2 separate regions of the Bicyclus anynana genome follow, and region 1 is linked to region 2. Evidence: chromatin contacts called from public Hi-C data. All regions are on one chromosome and are shown on one strand. Each heading gives the region's core, a stretch centred on a gene start, on an enhancer-like site or on the middle of the called end of the contact. The rest is flanking DNA. Distances are from core to core; before and after follow the strand shown. Region 1 has its middle 12 kb from the start of LOC112053959. Region 2 holds the start of LOC112053961 (tubulin beta-1 chain).

Region 1 (6,977 bases), core at 879-3,378, 34 kb before region 2:
CCAGTAGTCCACCACGCTAGCCCAATGCGGATTGGAAGACTTCACACACGCAGAGAATTGAGAAAATTCTCTGGTATGCAGATTTCCTCACGATGTTTTTCCTTCAACGTTTGAGACGCGTGATATTTAATTTCTTAAAAACGCACACAACTGAAAAGTTGGAGGTGCATGTCCCGGACAGGATTCGAACCCACACCTTCCGGAATCGGAGGCAGAGGTCATATCCACTAGGATATCACGGCTCTATACATATGGGATACGACTCTCAGTAATGAGGAATAAGAAAGAAAGATGGAACCCTCTTTAATATCCCATATAAATCTGATATATAAATCTGATGATGATGATGATTTAGGACTATCTCTGAAAGCCTGTAAATGTAGCGGTACTAGGCCCGCATAGCGTATAGCTTTATTCTAGATAGAGTCTAGGTCGTCGCTCCGTAGATCGATACAGTCTGGAGCGGGTCGGGCCGGTGCGCCGTTCATTTGATCGCTGTTTAACCGACGATTACGTATAACAACAACCGCGCTACATATTGTAATTTAAGGACTTTAACAGATAAAACCAATAAGTATAAGTAGGTACATGTTGTTATCAATTTGTAAATACAATGTGTTTCGTACACCTATTCGTATTCGTACCTATATTCGTATTAAGTGTACAGTACCTTGAAGCTGTGAAAAATCAAACTAACTTAATTTTAACTTTGAAGTTGACTTAAATAAGAATACGGCCGTTTATGCCAAAAAATGTATTATATATTTCGACATTCCCAAGGGAATCAAAAAATATAGCTTAGGTACTCTCCGTTGATCTAGATCCTTAAAACTATGAAATTTGGCAAGTATTTTTAAAAGATTTTAATTACAACACGATACCTTAAATTCAATCTCATTGGAGCAGCATTGTGATTCTAAGTTCAAATCAAAATCAAATCAAAATAATTGGCCATAATTGAGCCCTATAATTGGCTGATATTGATGATAATCGCAAAGTAATCAATCGCAAAGATCGCTTCAATGTTATATAACACATCTTCAAACTGTTAAACTAGTTAAATCAACTAATCGTTCACGGTGGCACTAGACTAGACATGTAGATATACACCTAGGTTTTTCAGTCGTAGGCGGGGCAGCTTTCAATTATTCCATAAGAAGGAAAGAGAAGAGCTCTACGACTGTCCCGCTCTCACATTGGCCGGGATCCGTGGGATGCTGCTCGTTACCATAGCAACGGGAGATGGAAGCTGGGTCTAGATTCAGGTTAGGTATTAAGTGTTATGTAAAGGTCGTACCCGTATTGATTTTTAGTGATATTCTGTCAGATTCATAGCTAGGCTTGGCTAGCTGTATTATCATGTATCTACCCAACCTAAAGACTTAAAATTAAAGCTGTGAGAGTTTCAATGAAGAACCCACAACTACTTCAACGAGGTGTTTTTGTTATGCCTATCACACATTATATTATTAGTGTTTGTCTCATTGGTCAAGTGCCTATGTATGTCGAGGTCCTGAAACCTGGGTTCCAGTCTTGGGTCAGGCTATGAAATACTAACCTCTTCTTTATTCAAAGAAATTATTAGTAAAAATTTTCAAAATTAGTGATTATACAATCACCAACTTTAACACTCCACGTTATGAAGCTGGTCATTTTCATTTTGATAGTAATTGTTATAGAGTCAAAACATTGCTCGTTAATCAACATTGGTTGCGGGTGTAAGCTCCATAAAGAGGGAGGCCTGAAGATCCGCAAAATAACCAAAGTCACCGACATAGCTCAACGAGTCGCAAAGAAGAAGTGGCAGTGGGTGGGGCATATAGTTCGAAGAGCCGATGGACGTTGGGGTCCTAAGGCTGCAGTGGCGACCCCGCACTAGAAAGCGCAGTGTGGGTCGACCACCCATCAGGTGGACTGATGACATCAAGCGAGTCGCAGGGATTCGCTGGATGCAGGCGGCTCAGTATCGTGATGTTTGGAAGTCCCTACAAAAGGCCTATGTCCTGCAGTGGACGTCCATCTGATATGATGAAAATAGCTTGATAATGATATTATACAGGTTATAAAAACGTCTCAGTTGTTAAGGATTAAGTCCTCTGGTGGCATAGTGACACACTGCACTCATCTGGCCATATATGGCGCGGCGGCTCCTACGTACCGTATATATACGTAAGGTATTACTGCTCGTCTGTACGTAATGCTAGTGGGCGGGTTAAGTAATTGTTTGTCACAATAACCGACACCATTTGCATTATTACTCACACTTTTAAAGCTAGTTGATTTATTTTATTTATTTATTTATTTATTTATTTATTTGCTGAGAACACATACATTCTAATGTATTCAGCCATTTCTGGCATACAACAGTTTATATTACAAATACTATTAACAATATATAAAAAAAAAATGAATTTAATAGCAGATGATTAATCAAGAAATAAAAATTAGAACAAGTAAAACATTACAATCTGTGCAGGTACGAGTATGTCAAATAATAATAATATAATAATAATCTTTACAATGTCATAGGATAAACATAATTAATAAATACAAACAAAAAAAAAAAAAAAAAATTGAAATATTAAAAATGTCACAATACATAGTTTTTTATTTGCTTTTATAATTAAAAAAATCTCTAGTTGAATAAAATCCATAATTAATGAGCCACTTTCTAAGTGCGGGTTTAAATTTTTTATAGGGCAATAATTTTATGTTTTCGGGCAACGAATTAAATATTTTAATACCCATACAATGGCAACTTTTTAGGTATGTTGCAGTTCTGGGAAATCTGCCCAAGACTAATTTTTGGGGATGTCTTAAGTTTCTATTGCTTTGGTCCTGTGCCTTCACAAACAGATTCATATTAGATTTAACAAAAAGCGCTAATTGAAATATATACAGGCAAGGCAGAGTTAAAACTTCAATTTTTTTAAATAGAGGCCTACATGAATCAGTAGGGAGACATCCAAATATCGCACGAATACACTTTTTTTGTGCAATGAAGGCTCTTTCTAATTCACATGAATTACCCCATAATATTACACCATATCTTAATATCGATTCCACATTTGCAAAATAAACCATTTTCATTATTTCAAAAGATGTAGTTTTACGTAGTCTATTTAAAACAAATTTATATTTATTAAGTTTATTACATATATTGTCTAAATGTACTTTCCAGTTTAGATGTTTGTCAATTTTCAGTCCTAGAAAAGTTACATAATCTACCTGGTGAATTTGTTGTTTGTCATGACTTAAATTTAAGTTAATAACCTTTTTATTATTATAATAGCTAAAATACATATAATTCGTTTTGGTTAAATTTACAAAAAGATTGTTGTCAGTAAGCCAATTCACAACTGTTTTGATTGTGTTATTGATGTCAATTTCGCTGTTTATTATGTCATTACTACAAGTTTTTATAATTGATATGTCATCAGCAAATAATATATATTTATCAGAAGTTACGTCAGGGAGGTCATTAATATATAATATAAAATAATGTTTTTTAAACTATGAGCTCTGACAGAGAGGTCCTTTGTTCGATTTCTTCATTATCAGCATATCAGCTGACTGTTGAGCACGAGTCCCTCTCAGAATAGAGGGGTTAGATGTCAATAGTCCACCACGCTGGCCCAATGCGGATCAGCAAACTTTACACACATAAATAATTATTTAATTATGTGAGTAAAATGATAATCTATACTTATAATAAATTTGTAAATAGGCACAATTATCCGCCCACTTTAATAAGACGCGAGTATATTAAAGTGGGCGAATAATTGTGCCTCTGAGTATATTTCTAAAATAACTATCAGGGGGTGATTAGTGATCGATAATAATGCCAAAAATGCAATTTGTAAAATTTTTGTATGTGTGTCTGTCTGCCTGTATATTCGTTATAGAAACAAAAAGTACTCGACGGATTTTAACGAAATTTATTATTCTTCATACTCCTGGGCAGGTTATAGTATACTTTTCATCACGCTACCGTCAATAGGAGCAGAGCAGTGAAGGGAAATGTTGGGAAAACGAGAGAAATTTCTCAATTTTTACAGCGATACTATTGTAAGGGCTGGATTAAAGAGATCTAAAGGCGGACGAAGTCGCGGGCGTCCGCCAGTTTAATACAAAAAATACAACCTAAACTTCTTCAAAATCTAAAAACGAATCCGCTAAACTAAAAAGCGAAAATAATAACATAATATTATGCTCTACCTGCTGATCAGTAAAAAGGCGGTCCTATCAGAAACGGTTTAAATTAAGACAACACTGGTTTAGCATCGCCTATAAACTGATGGACGTACGAGAACCTATTGTTAAAATGTAAAATGAATCTATTAAAGGGTTAAGACTATTTTTCTCGCCTACGAAGTCCGGGCATTACAGACGGACGTTCGTTCGCTAGTTAGCATAGCATAGGTATTAGGAAAATGTCCTTTTCACGGACAAACCACTTTTATCTGAAGATCGTCTCAATCCCCGGGCAAATAAGCCTGTAAATGAAGACAAACGCTCATAGAAATTGGCTTATAACAGCATAAGCTACATTTAAAACACGCAATATCGCCTGTAGCTCGTATTGCGTTGGAATAGGGACGGTTTTGGGGAATTTCGGCGGTAAATAGTTAATGGTGATTGTAATAGGAATAGGCTGGATCGCCTACGCGTGTCTGTACAGAGTAATGAACACACAGACACATATTTTTAATTATATAATTTATAAAAAATACTTGATAGTTTTCAAAACTTTTTCGATAATTTTGATTTTCTTAATTTGAAAATTACGCTCACATCTACACTCACATCTACCGAGCGAGTTTTACATTTTTTGCGGCATTGGAGACATATTGGAGAGGCCTTGTTCTTCATTTTGCATCTTTTTAATCGATCATGAATTTTCGCAGTTTGACAAGTTTCAATTCTACTAACTGAGACTGACCAAGGAATTTAAGGGAGCCAGCAGAAGGATCAGAGGAAGGATAGATCTTTCCAGAACAAAAAAGCTATGCCACATAATCTAAGCTAATATTAGAAAGACTTGTTTTTTTATTTGTTTGTTACGAAGAGGCTGCGAAACTTCTTCCAAACCTTCACCAGACACCTTAAATGCATATATCTGCAAATAAATAAATTGATTGATTGATTAAATGTTTAAATCATAACACATACGCTTGCCCCTATATGAATAAGCGATGGAAGCTGCGACACGGTGAAATTACATCCCGGTTTTATCTTAAATTACACAATACACAATATATACCCGTACTTATACGTACATACCCGTACGCATGTAAACTTAGCAATAAGTTTTAGTAATAAATTTATTGTTTTTCTATTTACAAATAAAGATTAGTGACGTGATAGACCGGTGGATGTGACCTCTACCTTCGATTCGGAGGGCCTAGTTTCGAATCCGCTCCGGGGCATGCACCTCCAACTTTTGGTGAAGGAAAAACATAGTAAGGAAACCTACCTGAGAATTTTCTTAATTCTCTACGTGTGTGAAGTCTGTCAATCCTCTCTCTCTCTCTGTAATTGTGTGTGTGTGTGTGTAAGTATGTTTGTTCCTTCTGTACGCTGCGGCTACTGAACCGATTTGGCTGAAACTTGGAATGGAAATAGATATTACTCTGGATTAACACATAGGCTTTTCATTCCAGAAAAATCCATGGCTGCCGCGGGATTTTTGAATTCCAACGCAGACGAAGTCGTGTCCATTCGCTAGTATAAAAATACAGTCAAAAGTAGGTTCTATCATCTGTACAGGGCGCGGGGAGGCGGCTCGCCCACACGTCGGCCGCGAGCGGGCGGCGGGCGACGATTATTTAATCGCGCGGATCGATACAAGGCCCCGCCAGTTACCCAAACTATTATTTAATTAATATTTATGCCGATCGTTACATTTACGATCGATTCTAACAATCTAACAACATTGTGGGAAGGTCAAATACTGAGCAACTACAGAGTCGTGTAAACTATTTACCATTTAAAGACAGTTTTATAGGTACTTGGACATGCTCATTAGGCCTAGATAACTGCGAGCATAGCTCGTACCATCAGGGACTCATTCGAATACAGGGATAAAATATAGCCTATGACACTCGAAAATAACGTGGCATTCTAGTGGAAAATCGATTCATTAGATTCAGACATTACCCCCTACAACACCATAAACTTCATCTCTTTATAATATTAGTATAGATAAATGAAAGTGAAGGAAAATATCGTGAAGAAACCTGCATAATAGAGTTTTTTCTTAATTCTCAGCGTGAAGTCTGCCAATCCGCTTTGGGCCAGCGTGGAGGCCTACTGCCCTAATCCGTCTCATTCTGAGAGGAGACTCGAGCTCAGAAGTGACCCGAATATGGATTGATAATAAAAATATCATGATGTTGTTGATATTTTAACGAGTATTGACAAAAAATTAAAATGAAACAAAAATATGCATCAACGAAGACATTGATCGTTCTTACAACAATTATATCGTACATTTAAGGATAATAACCTCGCTGACATTTCAAAACCTTCGGATTATTTCATTCAGAAAGACAAACTTATTAGACAGCCAGGCTTTTCTTGACTTAAATATCATTAAGTAATTATAATATTTTTAATCAAGGAGAAGTTATTTACTACGTTATGGTTTAGTTCTTCACACACGACTTAGAATCAACAGATCTTCCATTCGAATGACCAGCGTATTATAGTAGCCAGTGGCGGATTTACGAAATACTAACTGACCTCTAAAATTCGACATCTTAGTTAGCAATCATATTAATTACAATAATTTTTCTGCCTATATGCTATAGAATTGCAACTTTTTATATTATAGCGCCTACTGTAAAGCACATAGGTACTAAAATATTTGCCGCCCCCTAAAATCCTCCGCCCTAGGCACAGAAAACATATGTACTTAGGCTCCAACCTACTTAGCCTGTTAGTAAGTCCGTCACTGATAGTAGATACAGTATACA
Region 2 (6,777 bases), core at 1,414-3,913:
TCCTCTTATAGGTAACATAGTATGATATTTTACTCCGTATTCCCATGGGAACAGGAATTACTAGAGAAACTACGGAAGTTCTGTCGTGGTCCACGTGGTCAGTGCTTAGTTCCATATCCTCTCTCCTTTAACTATAATGGCAGGCGTCCACTGCTCCGCATTGTACGTATCGGACGCATCGCATCAAACGGATTTTAGTATTCTTTGTAGGTTTAGAAAATCATACTATATGTATTTTATCTGCTTACCGAAAAATTAAAAATACGTTTGTTGCGATGCGATGCGAATCTGTAGACGCCATTAAATACGGAATATTTTGTGACTGTGATTCCATTGGCAAGTAAAATATTTCTTTTTTAGGACGAATGCCATGTGGTTGTAGTAGAAAATTCCGAAAGCAATGATGTTTACGAAGAAGAAGAATATTATACAGAGCAGTCCACGTCGTCGCCCCAACACTACCAGCCATCCAACGAAGACAACACACCAGCAGCATCCAGGGCATCTAAAAGAAGACAACACGACCCACTCGAATTGAGCCAGCAAAGCCATATGGAGCAAACCTTCAAGTTTGTGAAAAATATGTACGAGCTTCAAGCCAAGCACAGGTTCAAACATGAAGATGATGAATGCTCAGTCTTTGGCCTACTTATAGCCAAAAAGTTACGCCGACTTTCCGAAGACCGTAGAGACGTGTTAATGGTCAAAATTAATCAACTGTTCATTGACGAACGCCGGGACTCTAGTGCGCCAAACTCCAACTCAACTTTATAATCCTAAGCCAAAATGTTCAGGAATATTTGAAAGACAACCAACCAGGGGCGTAGCTAACGCCGTGACAGCCGTATCAATGATACGGGGCTCCCGGTCTACAGGGGCCCCTTACGTGTGAAAGCAAAAAAAATGTAAAATATAGGTTATCCACAATCTCTTTTTGTCCCTGGTTAAGTTAAGCGTGCGCCCAAAAGTTGGAATAACGGAAACATCTTTTATAGGTTAAATATTCTGTCATATTTATTTATTTTCTTTTTGAGGTAATTTTAGGCCCCCCAACTAATTTTGTTACAGGGCCCCTCCGAGACACGCTACGTCACTAAAACCAACCACCATAATTATATCAAAAGACTTCTGATTCGTTGAAAGAGTTTCTATTGCAGAAACCAAAATAGCTGATGTCCATTTATCTCAAACATTTCGCCTAGACAATAAAATTTTATATAGCTAATATAAAATTGTTTATCTTCACCTCTCTTTTTAAGATACTCATACAAAGCTGTGCAAACTTCCATGTTCCAATATAAATTTGGAAATACATATTTAGTTTGATTTGATACTTATTTTAAAATTATTATAAGAATCTCGCACCTCATGGTTTATAGTTAAACAGGCTAACCATTGAACCTATTCAGCAGTTGAGATTTGAGCAGAAGCCATTGAAGACATTCATTAAATAGTAATTAGTGGGCACATTATTTTGTTGCCATCAAACTTTACGATAACAGGTCGTTGACCCGATGGCTCCGGTGATAATATTCTACTAATACTGTGAATAAATGAACTGCCTCATTGGTCCAGTCATTACGGTTAGTCCATATAGCTTTGGATAGTGAAGTTCTGGTATCAGCAGTATCAGCTGGGCCGATTGAGATGGCTGGTGGGAGGTGGGAGGTTTCGGCTGTGTGTGTGTGCTAGTTACCACGCTACCCGCAAAGACGTACCGCCAAGCGATAGCGTTCCGGTACGATGTCGCGTAGAAACCGAAAAGGGGTGTCTAGGATGAAGTTGGTTAGTTTATACATATAGATTAACACATAGGGTAAACTCCAAAACTATGAGTACCTAACTACTTATGTACTTTAGTTTGTTTTTGCAGATGCATTAAAAATTGATTAAGCAAAAAGAATTTTTATTTTGAACGGTATTTACATTTTACTTGGATTACAGTTAGCAAAAGAATTGGATTAAATTGAATCACTTATTTTAGGTAAGTCAAATTGAACAACAATTCGGATTTTGCTAAGATTGGATCATAGTTAGGGCTGCTACCTTAGACCATTAATAACTTCTTTTAATTCTTATTCTATAAATCTTATTAATGGTCTAAGGCTGCTACCCATAACTTATTATACATATAGTATATCTACCTACGTATGTCTAATGATATCTAACGATATTCCATGGGATATTTTAAATGGTTCATTATTTCATCCCATAGTTAGGTATTAATCGAATTTCAAGTCACCTATTAATATTTCAATTTCAAGCTCAAAAGTTGATTTTGAGATGAGAATTATAGACCAAAGTCAGACTTGAGTCATACATCATAATCTCAGCGAGGCAAGGGTTGCGCAAACTCAGTTCAATTATCGATCAAAATACGTGACTCATAATCCTAAATAATAAATCGTCGAATGATTAGAAAATAGCAGAACTGTAACTAATAAGTACAAATATTTGTACCCGTTCCTAACAACTTATTGTACGAGTATAAGTTATAATTCAAGGAAGTTGAATTGAATTCATATACGATATTTTATACCATTTTCAAATTGATGTCGCAATGCGACAAATGTTGTCGATAAACTTTTCACATCACTCGGTGTTCGATAACCCGCTTTCGAGAGCGCGCAGCGAACGGCGACTACATTCAGTTCGGAGCTCACTTCACTATTCTTCAAACAGCCACGGACCACGGAAGTACGTGGTGCGTGCGGAGCAGAAAATATTAAATAGTGTCAATTGTTAAGTAATTTAAGTTCACAATCACAAAATGAGGGAAATCGTACATATCCAGGCCGGTCAGTGCGGAAACCAGATCGGCGCTAAGGTATTGTAACGTTTTTATATAGATTTTTTGCCTTTTTTTGTCCTAACGTCTGAGAATGCGCGGCCGGCATTTTGTGACGCCTGCGTGCCTCGCAGAGGTGAGCCCGTGAAATAGTCTGTGCAGAATATAGATGAGGCTAGATACCTATTTACTTGATTAATGTACTGTTTAATCAACATTAGAAACGAAATAAAGTTTCAGTAGTACTTAACTCATTAGTTTAAATTTTTTTCCTACAATTTTCAAAAAGTTGATTAAGTACTTACCGTACCTTGACCTGACTGAATTTTACTAATATGCTTTTCAGAATAAGCGATATAGTTCCATTGAGAATCCTTACTTCACTTGAATTTTACTTTTTGTCTGCTCGTTTTACCGCGGCCGCGACGTTTTCTTTTCTAATTCGGTGTTACGGATAAGTCCACGTGTTTGTTCTTACTTGACGCCATTTGCCGGCCGCAATTTCACAAATTCTTTATTTGAATTATGCTTTGTGAAAATCAATGATTTTGTTTGAAATTCGAACTTTCAATTCTGAATCTACTCGTATGTCACGTCATGATCATGAACCTGTTAAATTGTTAATTTGCTAACGAATGCGTCATCTTGACTTGACTTGATCATCTTGGCTCTGCGATCACTTTCTATATTATCTATTGACTTTGGCTCATCTAGATATTCAAGGATTAAGAAAAGGTAGGGTAAAGTACCCATTACTCAGCCTTTTATTGAGTAGGTAATTCAATTTGATTCATTATAAATATTTTAAGTTAAGAACAATGACTTTATCTGATAGGTTTTTTATTTAATTTCCAAAGAAATCAACAAAATAGTGTAATTATGTTAAAATTATAGAAAAAATCAACAAAAAGACAAATTATGGCACTTTTACACAGCGCTCAGCCTCATTTTTCCTGTTCACTCGGTTCAGTGTTAATCAATAGGCATAAACTATTAGAGTAACAAATTTTATATAAATTGCTTAACAGTTGTTGCGGGAATGTTTTCCAGATATTCAAATCACTTTTTTAAGTATAGTATTTAGCTACTAGGTAGCTAGCAGGCCATAATTGCCGCCATAAAAGAAGAAAAACCGTTAGTGTGCGCATAGTTGTGTCCTATTTCAATTTCAAGGTTGCGCGTCCCTCTGATAAGGGCGAACCAATCGGAGCACAGAATTTGTAACGTCTGAACTGAGTTACAATACAATAAGATGTACCTACCTACGAACCCGGTACCCTATCTCCCTTTACTGTATTTTTACCAGCTGCGTCATTCTTTTGTGATAAAATTCCAGGGGGATTTATGCATGGGAATGTTTTTATGTAACTAGATACTCACTTAATAGTGTTAAATACAATAACGCAAAAGTTTGTATGACTAATATTTGTTACTCATTCACGCAAAAACTACTGAATGGAACATTTGGAATTCTAGATTATACCTACTCTGAATTAGTTCTCGCGAAATTTGTGAAAAATCCAAATTTCGTGAAGAATTCTTTTGAAGAACTCGTCAAGTCACTGTATTCTGTAAATCGGACAAAATGTCGTTTTGCCTCTAAATGCAGAAAAATGTCTCGTCAGGAATTTTGGTTAATGTCAGCGGATTCAAGCCGCTGTGATGGAAACGAGCCAACACTGGAGCACACTTTAAATTCATGTCTAATAAAATACCTAATTATGTATTTTCTTGTCTACACTTTGTAAATATAACTGGCAAGAGTGTTCAAACTTCTTAATAGTTAACTAATTGGATAAATGAAGTACCTATACAGTCCAGCTCAAATACCTACTAGAAACCATTGAGTGGAAAATTATTAACTTGGCAGAGCACTTTGATTTGCTGTTTTACATGCATAGGTTACATAGTTTAGGACTGAAGCTTTAATAGTTTAGACCCCACAGTCTAGGTCAGAAAGTATCAAGGTTCAATCTCCGTTCGTCGGACGACTGCTGTTCGATGCTAGACACACACGATTTCGAGAAAAGCGAATATTGGTCATGTTTAATTCAATGTCTGTGTCCAGGTCCAGCTCTTTTATAGCAAAGAATCATGATTGCTTGATTATTTTTCAGAATTTTTGGAACCCGCATTAATTAGATAAATATTTTTTTTGCTTTGCTCCCTTGTTTACAAATTTAACATAGACAATACAGTAAAAATGTTCAAAATAGTCAATAAAAATACCTGGAATTGTAAGCTGCCAATGTCATGTAATATTGTCAAATGTCAATAAGACACAAGTTAAAAAGAAACATTAAATCGTTGACAAAGAGGCATAAACAAAAAAATCCTTAAATTGCTTTAAAAACGCCATATACGAACGCTACTACACGAAGATCACTGACAATCTGTCAGGGTGTGAGTTACAAGCGTGTGGCCATGATAAAAATACTTAATGAATGTTGTCAACTAATGAAAAAATAATTTTATTTAATTAATTTAAAAAAAATGCGGGTTCCAAAAATTTTTTGTTTTGGGTTTCAAGCCCTATATTTTATGTTCTTTTAAGATAAAAATAATTTGTTCTGCTTAATTGACAATTGAAAAGAGGCCCAGCCTCCATAAAAAATTGGGACATGTCCTTTCCGGCTAAAAATTGTCTACTGTTACGCCCGCCTACTATTCGGATTTAAGTCATAATATTTAAATTATATTGGGGTTTTAGTGTATTTCTTCAACCAATTCGAATTCAATAGGTGTTTAAAACAAAAGATAATTTTTCAATTTTATCTACCTTCGGAACATACTTCTATAAAACTTTATAAACCCCGTTTTCATACCCCATGTTTACCCTTGTACCTAAATGTGTTCTTTACCTGCCTGTGAATGTCTTCTCAAAACCTGTTTTAAATTTCGAGATCTATTGTTTCTATTGTTTGAGAAGTGAACTATTAAAGCTGCCAACTTTCGACAATGAAATCATAAATAAGCTTCAGAATTTTTAGTAGCTATAATGTTATATTTTCTAGAATAAGTTACCTGTACTATAAATCATCCAAAAAGGAACATGATGATGATGAGTAACAACACGGAAAAGTCGCGAACGAAGCCTATTCATAAATACCTATTTGGCTTTAGATATACAGCTGTGATCATTTTAGTGTAGGTGGTTACTTGAGTAGGCAGGTAATCGGATTTGGCGAAATCAAGTTTTAATTGGACGTGTAGGAGAGCTTGTCCTAGCACTCGCTACCAAAACCAGACCGACTTATCGGCTTAACTACATACTTTATTTCCTTCCAATTTCCATTAACAATCCACATTTCTAAATGTAGTTCCGAAGGTTTGTGTTACTAATCCTGTTGTCTAGGCGACGCTGACTCATAAAGTCTATAGTGTACTTAAGTTATGTTGCTAATCCACTTATATCCAATAATGAAGAATTGTATTCACGTGTTTGTGTTGATTTGTTAGATATATTTTTTTTTAATAGAAGCTGTATTTTCTTGTCCACAGTTCTGGGAAATAATCTCCGATGAGCACGGCATCGACCCCACCGGCGCCTACCACGGCGACTCGGACCTGCAGCTTGAGCGCATCAACGTGTACTACAACGAGGCGTCCGGCGGCAAGTATGTGCCCCGCGCCATCCTGGTCGACTTGGAGCCCGGCACCATGGACTCCGTGCGCTCGGGGCCTTTCGGACAGATCTTCCGCCCGGACAACTTCGTGTTCGGGCAGTCGGGCGCCGGCAACAACTGGGCCAAGGGCCACTACACGGAGGGCGCCGAGCTCGTGGACTCGGTCCTGGACGTGGTGCGCAAGGAGGCCGAGTCGTGCGACTGTCTGCAGGGCTTCCAGCTCACGCACTCGCTGGGCGGCGGCACGGGCTCCGGCATGGGCACGCTGCTCATCTCCAAGATCAGAGAAGAGTACCCCGACAGAATCATGAACACCTACTCCGTCGTCCCCTCGCCCAAAGTGTCAGACACAGTCGTAGAACC

What was found. A called contact is a pair of places that touch in the nucleus more often than the background predicts.
Region 1: a Hi-C map of whole body shows a contact between it and region 2, with 2.6 times the contacts expected there. The contact joins the enhancer-like site here to the promoter of LOC112053961 in region 2. A contact is called at or near these places in 2 of 2 Hi-C or Micro-C datasets (whole body and whole larva).

The regions. Positions count from the first base shown.
Region 1 is chr2:18,708,587-18,715,563 of ilBicAnyn1.1, reverse strand. No RefSeq gene overlaps it. Among protein-coding and RNA genes, the nearest start is that of LOC112053959, 12 kb to the left of the region's middle. Within about 2 kb of position 2,128, at least 6 of the 8 cell types and tissues checked have open chromatin away from gene starts, as enhancers often do.
Region 2 is chr2:18,675,282-18,682,058 of ilBicAnyn1.1, reverse strand. LOC112053961 (tubulin beta-1 chain) reads left to right here and starts at 2,663. Exons shown (of 2, transcript XM_024093597.2): 1 at 2,663-2,827; 2 at 6,290-6,777. The coding sequence starts at 2,771. It overlaps LOC112053960, which reads left to right. Exons shown (of 3, transcript XM_024093596.2): 3 at 361-2,048. The coding sequence ends at 774.